Linked DNA regions of Mus musculus: all the other regions are linked to region 1. Evidence: chromatin contacts called from public HiChIP or PLAC-seq data. All regions are on one chromosome and are shown on one strand. Each heading gives the region's core, a stretch centred on a gene start, on an enhancer-like site or on the middle of the called end of the contact. The rest is flanking DNA. Distances are from core to core; before and after follow the strand shown. Region 1 has its middle 10 kb from the start of Cdh23. Region 2 overlaps Sgpl1 (sphingosine phosphate lyase 1). Region 3 overlaps Cdh23 (cadherin 23 (otocadherin)).

What was found. HiChIP or PLAC-seq counts read pairs in DNA pulled down with a chosen protein or histone mark.
Region 2: a contact with region 1 is called in an H3K27ac HiChIP or PLAC-seq map of microglia, with 5 times the contacts expected there. The contact joins two enhancer-like sites. A contact is called at or near these places in 1 of 39 promoter capture datasets (hippocampal neurons) and 1 of 115 datasets of contacts at active chromatin or transcription factors (microglia).
Region 3: an H3K27ac HiChIP or PLAC-seq map of microglia shows a contact between it and region 1, with 6 times the contacts expected there. The contact joins two enhancer-like sites. A contact is called at or near these places in 13 of 39 promoter capture datasets (the 3T3-L1 cell line, the C10 cell line, cranial neural crest and 7 more), 5 of 15 datasets of contacts at CTCF or cohesin (the NIH/3T3 cell line, embryonic stem cells, large pre-B cells and 2 more), 148 of 484 Hi-C or Micro-C datasets (the AML12 cell line, the AtT-20 cell line, B cells and 86 more), 5 of 115 datasets of contacts at active chromatin or transcription factors (astrocytes, embryonic stem cells, microglia and 2 more) and 4 of 9 other capture datasets (adipose tissue, liver, macrophages and 1 more).

The regions. Positions count from the first base shown.
Region 1 is chr10:60,704,847-60,708,273 of GRCm38.p6, forward strand. No RefSeq gene overlaps it. Among named protein-coding and RNA genes, the nearest start is that of Cdh23, 10 kb to the left of the region's middle. Within about 2 kb of position 1,620, at least 49 of the 459 cell types and tissues checked have an H3K27ac peak or open chromatin away from gene starts, as enhancers often do. A contact at or near this core is called in microglia and pre-pro-B cells, where this site is marked.
Region 2 is chr10:61,133,500-61,136,926 of GRCm38.p6, forward strand. The region is part of intron 2 of Sgpl1 (sphingosine phosphate lyase 1); the gene reads right to left. Among named protein-coding and RNA genes, the nearest start is that of Sgpl1, 12 kb to the right of the region's middle. Within about 2 kb of position 1,887, at least 59 of the 459 cell types and tissues checked have an H3K27ac peak or open chromatin away from gene starts, as enhancers often do. A contact at or near this core is called in microglia, where this site is marked.
Region 3 is chr10:60,314,515-60,317,941 of GRCm38.p6, forward strand. It overlaps Cdh23 (cadherin 23 (otocadherin)), which reads right to left. Exons shown (of 71, transcript NM_023370.3): 51 at 3,242-3,427; 52 at 2,505-2,674; 53 at 2,089-2,226; 54 at 1,109-1,228; 55 at 22-199. Among named protein-coding and RNA genes, the nearest start is that of Vsir, 31 kb to the right of the region's middle. Within about 2 kb of position 1,532, at least 7 of the 459 cell types and tissues checked have an H3K27ac peak or open chromatin away from gene starts, as enhancers often do. A contact at or near this core is called in microglia and pre-pro-B cells, where this site is marked.

The sequences.
Region 1 (3,427 bases), core at 370-2,869:
TCCAATGGCCCTGCGAGCACAACACGGGCTCGGAAAAACAAACTCAGCATCAGGTTCATGTCCCAGCATGATCAGAATTTTGGCATCCGCAAGACATTCGAGATCCTGGGCTTCAGAGTGGTCAGTGACTACTAGAGTCTCCCCAGTTCTAAGCCAGCCCTAATTCTCCCCCACATTTCCAGAGTCTGACCTTTACACAATAGGACAAAGTGGCTGACTTTTACACAATAGGACAAGATGTGAGGAATGGCAAAGAACAAAAAAAAAAAAAAAAACAGAAAAGGAAGAGTTGGGACTTTTGCCATCTCCTCACAACCACCCAGAGGCCAATCACTCAGCAGGAAGCTGGCATCAGCTGGCCTGACATGTTGGGGGGGCACCTGACCGTTCCATCCCTGGGAGCTTGGTAAGCAGAAGGTGAGCTCCAGACACCTCTTTTCAGAAAGGGGACTTTTGAAGACGCAAGGCCAGACTTCTGCATTTTTAGATCACAGGGCATCATTAGAAAATGCAGAAGGCTCAGTTTCTGTTTCAAAGAGTGCTTGCTGAGTGGCAGTGGCTCATTTCCCTCTTTGAGTCTCAGCAAAAACTCAGCAAATGTGAGAGAGAGAAAGAGAGAGAGAGAGAGAGAGAGAGAGAGAGAGAGAGAGAGAGAGAGAGAGAGAGACTGAGCCTTACCTCAGCAGCTAATGAGCCCCAGAGAGCAGGTAGGAGGTGTGACCCTCTCACTGCAGGTGGTGGCCCTGCACCCCACCTGGGTTCCAAAGATGCCTGCCAGAAGTGAAATCACAGCTCTGTATCTAGACTCGCCCCTCAGTCCTCACCCTTCTTCACCCCACCCCCGCCCCCGCCCTCCCTCAGGCCTCAGGTGAGAGGGAACAGGTGGAAAGATTTAGTGGGGGAGGAGGGAAGCCATGCATGGGGGCACACGGAGAGGCAAGATGTGGCACTTGAAATGCAGAGAGCACCCCAAGTCTGTGACTGTGTCTGCAGAAGTCTGAATGAGCTCGCAATGCACCTGCTCCTTCCGGAACCTTCCAGGCGAGCCCTCAGCCAGAACAGGAACAGATGAAGTCTTCACACCCTCTCTGGCCAGGGGCAAGCTCCTGACAACCGTCATCCATCTTTCAGAGCGTGGTGGTCCTCTTACAGGTTGCACTGGTGACATCTGGAGACTTGTCATCACTCCTGGGCTATGAAATGGGGTGGATCAAGCCCTCTGCGTCCTAGCAAGTGCTTCTGAAGGGTCTGATGAAACCTGCTGTGGCAGAACTGGTCCCAGAGGCCTTCAACCTCGGCTGCCTCTGCTGCATACAGCTGCATGCCTCGGTCTCTACTTCGGGTCCTCTGACATGTCCATGCTAACTAATGCCTGTTCTGGGTGTGACTCCATGGTTGACCGTTCCTCTGTTTTCTCAGACACCAAACAGTGACTTCAAACCGGCCATGGGACGATACCACAAGGGCACCTATCAGGCCTTTTCAGATGCACAGCTTCTGCCCTGTGCCAGAGCCACTTGCCAGAGCCACTTCCTGAATTGTGCGGGATGTGACTGGCTTAGTGTATGACCAGAAATGAAACTTTGGGTAGATTTGCTTCACCCTCTAGCTTCCCTATGGGGCATCCTCCTATCCCTGAGAGCAGAGAGCAGACTTGCTCTCTCATGATGTCACCTGCCAGCCAAGGCTCTAGACCTGGGTCACCATCTTGTCTCCTTTGTTCCTCTTTATGGTACCAGCACCGGGGAGAACAAGTAATCCTCTAGCCAGGGGTGACCAGCTAGTTCTGCATGGATTGGTTCAATCTTCACAAGAAGTCATGGCGACAGGCCCACAAGGAACCAGACCTACAGAGGCTTGTCCAAGGAAGGTCACTGACCAACTGGAAGGAGTCAGGTTCAAAAAGTCTTTTGTTCTTTTAACTGAGGTTTTTATTTTGTTTCATGTGCATTAGTGTTTTGCCTGCATGTGTGTCTGCGTAAGGATGTTAGATCCTCTGGAACTGAAGTTCCAGACCATTGCGAGCTGCCATGTGGGTGCTGGGAATTGAACAATGAATGCTCTTAACTGCTGAGCCATCGCTCCAGCCTCCCAGAAGTCATTCTTGAGCAGAGCCCCATCTAGCATAGGTTGATCTAGTTGGAGCCTAAGTTGGAACACGGACAACACTCTCTGTTTCTGACTCTGATGATCTGGACCCAGCCCTGACTCCTCCTATCCCCAAGGGAGGCAAACACACTGCAGTCCATGACCACAGGGATTTGGTGAATTCCTGATCCCACCCAGAAACCCCAGATTAAGACCTGGATATGGGTCTTAGAATAAGGCAGGAAGACCGTGTGAAGCCCAGGGCTCTAGAATGTTCTGCCCCAGCGGCATGCTTTCTCCAGCAAGAGTGTTCCTCCTAAACATTCCCAAACAGTAACACCAAATGGGGACCAAGTAATTTAAATATCTGAACCTATGGGGGACACTGTCACTCAAGATACCATATTGTTTTGTTTTGTTTGAGACAGAGTTTCTCTGTGTAGCCCTGGATGTCCTGGATTCTGTAGACTTAGCTGACCTAGATCTCACAGAGAGATGCTGCCTCTGCCTCCCAAGTGCTGGGATTAAAGGGGTGTGCCACTGCTGCCCAGCCAAACCACTACATTCTATTCCCTGGGCCTCATAGGCTTCATAACCTGAAATCATCCTCCCTGTTCAGCAGGCTGCTCCCACCTCAGCCACGAGTTTTAACGGAAGGACTTTTGGGATATCCATCACTACATCGATATCACACAAGGATTCTCTAATATTCAGGCCTTTTAGAACACAGTTCCCCATGAACCCTCACCAGAATCACGTTTAAAGGTGTTTGTGGCAATAGAGTACTTTTCTACCATGTCCCACAAAACTCTCATTGCTCCATTCCTGTTCCTGTGTATGTGTGTATATGTGTGTTCATGTGTCTGTGTACTGTGAGCATGTGCACACAAGAAACAGAGGGCCACCTCTAGATCTTTCTCAGATACCATCCACTGTCCTTTTTGAGGGACAGAGTCCCTCACTGGCCTGGGACTTGCACGTAGGTTAGGCCTGTGAACCCTAGGAAACCTGCCTGTTTCCTAGGCAGCTCCATGCTGGGATTACAAATATGCCAGGGGGAGGCTTGGGGTATCGAACTTGGGTCCTTGTACTTGCAAGGCGAGCACTTTGCCGACTGTGCTACATCCCAGCAACACAGATCTCGAAATAAAAGTGCACTGTTCTGCGGCACCTCGATTCCAGTGCCGATTTCTGTCTCTGCATACTCATGTAAACAAACAAACATTAAAGGAAGCCATGTCCTGGGCTTAGAGGCTTCCGAACAATAGAAAGATATGCCTTACAGTTCCGGAGACCAGGAAGTCTGACACCAAGACGACAGAGGCTTAATCCTGGCATC
Region 2 (3,427 bases), core at 637-3,136, 430 kb after region 1:
CAGCATTCCCTTTCTTGGATCCAAAGAAGAAATTGAGCATCAGTGGTGTTGTTCCAGTTGTGGTGAGACAGCCACTAGGCAAGAACTGCCTCATTTCATCTACAGACAAAATACTGTCCAGAAAAAGGACACATTCTACTGATAATCTCAGCCTTTCAAAATTCTGCATTACAAAGGTCTGTCAGATGATCCTGGGCCAGAAGGCTGAAGACTGAAGCTCCAATGTTTTGAAGTATAGGGACTGTCCAGGTGATCAGCACTCTCTATAACTGGCTAACTTTTGGAAGTTATATTTTGCGCTTCTAATACCAGTAATATTACTTGTTCTTGGATTTCTGTCAGGGTTGAAGACTAGTCATAGCCAACCTAAGCTGTTTAGCATTAAGAAAGATGATATAGATTCGAGAGGATGGTTTTCAGATTGCTTACAATCTAAAGCCAGAACATGAGTTAGGTGTAGCCTTAAATGATAAGTCTTTTAATTTAGGATAGATGACAATATTCTTAGTGACAAAATCGATGGACTGAGTGCTAGGTTTATCTATACTTTATAAATTACAAAATGGTAATAGTTGTGCTCTACATTAAGAGAAAGGTTTAGTTTTTTTATTAGAACAGAAATGGGGAAATGTTGTGGATGGCTCTGTGCTGCCTGTATTTTTATGTTAATTCTGCTCTCCCGGGAGAGATAGTCTGGAATGAGGTATGAGTCATGTACTCAAGTGGCTTTTTGTGAACCAATCCCATAATGAATAAAGAAGCCAGTAACAGGGTGAGTAGGAGGGACTTCCAGGTTAGACGGAGGAAAAGAGGAAGCAGAAAGAGTCAGGCCCTTTTGGAATGGGTATAGAGTAAGGGTAAGATGTAGCTGCTAGAGTTTCCCAAGTATCTTGGTGGATCCGCGAGGATTAGAGATCAGAGTAATCAGATTTTTAATAAGGTTTATAAGATTAGGTTTTAGTTGTTGCACCCAGAGATTGAGTTACCATTGTTTCTGAAAAGAAAAAGAAAAAAAAGAAAAAAGAAAAACAAGCCCAAACCTTGAACCAAATCACCATTCTAGTCATTTTCATCTTTCTCTATGCTGGCATCCTTTTCTACAGAATTGTGTATTTAAAAAGTATTTCTCACTAGGTGGTGATGATGGTGCACACCTTTAACCCCAGCACTCAGAAGGCAGAGGCAGGTGAATCTCTGTGAGTTTGAGGCCAGCCTGGTCTACAAAGAGCTTCAGGATGACTAGGGCTACACAGAGAAACCCTGTCTAGAAAATAAACAAAATCTAACCAGCCAAACAAACAAAAAACAAAACAAAAACAAATAAAACCAAAAACTGTTTCACTCTGAGTGAAACCATGTCTCAAAAACCAAACAAGCAAACAAACAAACAAAATAACAAAAAAAACTACTGTTTTCATCAGTATGGTGAATTTGTTATTACAAAGTGAAGGTCCTGTTTCTCACACATTCCAATGGGGGGTGGGGGGAGGCGAGGGAAAGTTGGCTAACTTTTGGTAGGAAAAGTATTCATTTCCTCTTCCCATTCAGCTCCATTTGTTTTGCACCTCTCCCCCACCACCAAACAACAACAAACCCAAAACAAATCTGAGCTTTAGAGCAGAAATTAACTTCCAAGAAAATGAAAAACCTGTTTTACCCAGATCACCTACTGAGAGAGTTCTATAATTAAGACCCAGAATCTGATTCTCTTACATATCACTTTCTATAAAACTTCAAAGCACAAAGTAAACATGTAAAAGAAAAAAAATATCTCTAGGAGCCTCAAAAGGCAGCAGAGTTAATCAGCAAAAGCAGATCACAAGCCCAAAGGAAAAACTCTCTGGGGTCATTAAAGAAGAAGTGAGAATTGAGCAACAAACCAAACAGCCATTGCAACCAAACTAGCTGTGATACAGAAGAGACAGGCTCCATCAAGAGCAAACTGTACACTTCCCCTAAACTTCCACGGCAGAGTCAAGATGATTAGTACCTGAGAGTTATCTCAGAAAGCTTACAGGTCCACAGGTGCTCCGTGGCCACCCATTATACGTTAAACTGTATGCCCAGCATTACTTCAGTTTAATTATTCTACTTGCAGCCCTGAGGTATTATGCAAAGCACATCCTCAGCCACTGAGATAACAAACAACCCTGGCCACAGGAAGGAGGAGAAATGCAATATTCACAAGCCTCTGGGCATACACTCATGGAACAGTAGTAAAGCCTTTTAAGAATCTCACAAAGTAGACAAGCCAAAGTACTATAAGGTACTTTTGGTATGGTACTTTTACTGTGCATGTGTGTGCAATCAAGACAAAGTGTCAAATAAAGACAAGATGCTTAATTAAAGTAACAATTCTGAGTGTCTCTCTTAGGAAATACATCAAAAAGGTACTACAGGGGCTGGCAAGAGACTGGCAGTTAAGAACTGCTCTTGCAGAGGGCCCAAGTTTGACTCCCAGCCTGTAACTCCAGCTTTAAGGGGATCCCACGCCTCTGGTTTCCACACGCACTGGACTCATTCATTTGTTCATACCCATACTTACACATATAATTTTAAAAATAAAAATAAATCTTTAAAAGTACTATAGGGTACATTTCTAAATAGATTAGAAGGAAAAAAGCATGCAACTAAATGCAATTAGCAAAATAAATGCTTAGAAATGTTGTATTGGGGCTTACAGTTCAGAGGGTGAGTCTATGATCACCATGGTGGGTAACATGGCAGTAAGAGGAACATGGAAGTAGGCAAGCAGGCATGGCATTGAAGGAGTAGCTAAGAGCTTATATCTGATCCACAAGTGAGAGGCACAGAGGCAGAAGAATATTAAGGAGCCAGGTATAGAGGCACACTCAGGTTGAGGCAGCCTAGGCTATACAGTCAGACCCTATTTCAAAAAAGGTCCCCAAATATATAAATATATATATCACATTCCTATTTATACATTTCTCACACACACACATATATATGCATGTATGTGTATATATATATATATATATATATATATATATATATGCATATATATATATATATACACACACACACACACATACACATACACATACACATACACACACACACACAGGAAATACTCTTAGCCTATGCAAGCTTCCACCAATGTGTTATTAAATGTGTTCTGAACTATTTTATCATAATTAAATGACTTGCTGTTCAGACCCAGCCAGGCTGCCTTTCAAAATATAAAGGAAGTATATTAGCCTTTTGTGAGAGTTTGAATGAGAATTAGCCCCACAGGCTCATATTTGAGTTCTTTGTCCCCAGTTTGAGAAGATTAGGAGGTATGGCCTTGTTGGAGGAAGTATGTAACTAGGTTTGAAGTTTCAAAAGCCCACACCATTTCTACTTAGCTGCCTCTCACTTTGTGGATCAAATATAAACTCTCAGCTACTGCTTCAATGCCATGCCT
Region 3 (3,427 bases), core at 282-2,781, 390 kb before region 1:
CAGCCAAGGAAGGCCACGAACCCATTCCAGGGCCCTCGAGAGAGTAGGTCAGCTGGCTATTGGAGCCCTCATCCTGGTCGGTGGCCAGCATGGTGATGACCGAGGTGCCTGCTGGTTCGTTCTCGTACACACTCGTGCTGAACTGCGGTTTGGAGAACTGAGGCCGACAGTCATTGACATCAAGCACTCGGATCACCACCTGGGGAGATCGCCAGAGCCTGAAAGGGGCTGCCTTAGGAAACCCTGTTACACAAGGATAAGGTGGAGTAGAGAAGGGACAGGGCACCAAGCCAGGTAAAAAGCCCTGTCATTTAACTAGTCAATTAATTTATGTTTTGAGACATGGTCTTTTTGGGCTAGCCTAGACCTCGTTATGTAGACCAGGTTGGCCTCAAACTCACAGAGATCCTTCTGCCTCTCGAGTGGTGGGATTTAAAGCATGTGTCACCATACCCATCTGTACTGTCTATTTTTTTGAGACAGCGTTTTAGGCTGGGGGGTGGTGGAGCTCAGTTGGTCGAGTGCTGATCTCTTTGTAGCTAGAATGAATGAGGCTATGGGATTGGATTCCATGACTTCATATACCAGGCATGGTTGTCCACGCTATAATCCTACCACTTGGGTGGTAGAGGCAGGAAGATCAGGAGTTCAAGGTCACCCTCAGCTACAAAAAGTTTGAAAGGAACCTGGGACACTGGCATTACAGCATCTCCAAGGCTAAGGCCAGCATAGGCTACAGAGTGAGGCTCTGTCTCAAAAATGTAATAAATAAATAAATAAATAAATAAATAAGGAGCCACGAGTGAAAATGACTAGTTTATAGTTAGTTTTTGTTGCCGTATGGCTTTGTAGGGCACCTTGAGATGCTGGGTCGGGAAGACAGCCAGGTGTCACCTGGGTCACGCCTAGGTGTACTTGGCCGTCCACGCAGCATTGGGAATGAGAGGTTTCTCCTCTTCTTCCTGAAGCCACAGCCAGGAAGCCCAGCAGCCAACATCTCATCTTTCCTGCCACCATGCCCGAGGAGGCTGGTGGCCTGCCTGCAGCAGTCAGTCTCCATGGACTTGGCTTGCCGCCTCTCGTCGTGGGCCCAGGCTTGTGCCCTCACCTGTACCGAGTTCTCTCGACGGTTACTGGCCACATCCCCAGGGTTGTCTTTGGCCAAGGCAGTTAAGATATAGTGGTCCTTCTTCTCTCGGTCCAGAGAGGACAGGACAGAGATGTCGCCCTAGTTGGAGGAGGCAGATATCATCAACTTGACATGTTTATTGATTATCTACTATGGCCAGATACTATCAGAATCTGTACCAGTGCTCCGAAGAGGAGCAGTAGTCTCTGTGGTGTCCCCTTTCTGGTACTTTGTCCCCCTCCTACCACATTCTATCTGAGATGGAGTGACTAGCCCAGGCTGGAGCCAACTGCCTAACCAGGGCCTGGCATAGAATACGTATTCTGGTAACAGTTGCAAGCACAGTGCCTGTGTGCTCAGTGCACAGGAGTAAAACCCCCTGAAGGGAAGTGTGCAGTGGGACACAGAGGGCAAGAAACCCCAGTGCCAGGAACTGCGGAAGGCTCTGCTGGCACTCCTGCCTGCCACAAAGCTGCCTCCTCACACTGGAAATAACTGGTTTAACAAGCAGACACCTGAATCACCAGCTCATCTTTTCCTCCGAATTCCTACTATCATGAAAGGCTGAGACCGATGGGGACTTGAGGGTCCCACACTTTGGGGTGCCGTTCCCCTTTCCACATTGACTATAGGCCTATGCATTCAGCAGGTGCTCAAACACCACACCCAATTCCCACGGGGCTCCTCAGCCTCTTGCAACAGTCTCAAGTGTGTGGTCTCCTGAACTTGGAGTTTTGGGCCATGTCACCAAAGGGCCAGTTCCTTCTTTCATTTGTGGGTCACAGTCTTAACAACCCCTGGGACTCTGAGGAGAGTTAGCTTACTTAGCTAAAGAAGCCTGAGGTCTACAGATGTGACAGGACCCAGAAACATGTACCTGGGATGCTTTGGGTGATGTTTCAGACCAGGACTCTGGGCCCTCCCACTCCCGGGGTCAGACCCTCCTACTGTCGACTTACGGTGTTGGGGTTGATAGCGAACTTGCCCTCTCCATCTACCAGGCTGTACTCAATGAGGGCGAAGTTGCCCGAGTCCGCATCCGTAGCTGTAACCCTCAGGATGACCGTGCCCACAGCTATATCCTCAAAAACGGCCTCCTAGAGGGGGCAGGGTGGATAGGAAGAGGGAGGAGGGGGACAAAAGAATGGGGGAGGAGCGGGGGAAGGGGAGGGGGAGGGGAGGGGGAGGGGAGGGGTAGGGGTAGAAGGAGAGTGAAGGCAGGGTCAACCCAGAGCCTATGCCCTGCCCAGGAATTCACTGATTCAGCGAGGCCCCAGGGCAACATGTTACTCCTGTGCTCAGCCTTTGGAAACCACACCAAAGACCCCAAGGAATAGGGTCAGGTCCTGACCCCCATTTTGGTCTGTCCACCTACCTGGTAGGAGGGCTGATCGAAGATGGGGTTGTTGTCATTAATGTCTACAATTTCCAGGTAGACAGGGATCTCGGCTGCCCGGGGTGGGGACCCGTTGTCTGAGGCCCTCACAGTGAAGTTAAGCCAGTGCACTTCCTCGTAGTCTACAGTCCGGTTGGCGATGACCTTCCCTGAGACACAGAGGCGCCCATGGCTGAGCTGTGGCCACTCTCATCCTGGGCTCTCATACTTGACGAAGGATCTGAGGCTTTGAGGGGAGGAGGGGTGCTTTACAGGGACTGTGGGTAGGTAGCACTGCCCATAGCAGGACAGAGGCAGAGGAGGGACTGCCTGCCATCACTTGTCCTCCTCAACAAAGAGGTAAGAAAGCTTCCTGTACTGGGGGGGGGGGTAATGAATATTAATGACCCCAAGGCTTCTGAGACACCTCCCAGGTTGTGCCCCTGCTCCCAGGGGATGTGCTCACAGGAGCTCAGGTGGTAGAAGTGACGGCGAGGCCTATTAAGGTTCCAGCAGACATCTGTGGGCTCCCATCCTGTCCAGGACTAGAAAATTCTATCCTCCGCTGGGAGCATCGGAAAATGACTGGCACGTCAACCATCTTGAATCTCGCATAGGCTACCAAAGGGCAGGGGCTGGGGTGGGGGTGTGGTGCATCCCAACTGGATGTGGGTTAAGTGAGCCACAGTCCTGCAGGTCCTAATAGGCATGGGTATGCATGGAGATCTGCCACATACCTGCGGAAGAGTCTTCGAGCTGGACATAGCCTGGGGGTGTGAGGTCCAGCAGGGTGTAGGTGATCAGCCCATTGAGGCCCTTGTCAGGGTCCACGGCTGCCACGGCAATGAGCGTCGTGCCGGGGGTGGCCCCCTCCAGGACCCGCTCTGTGTAGTAGGTGATCCCAAAGGGCTTGAACTGCGGTG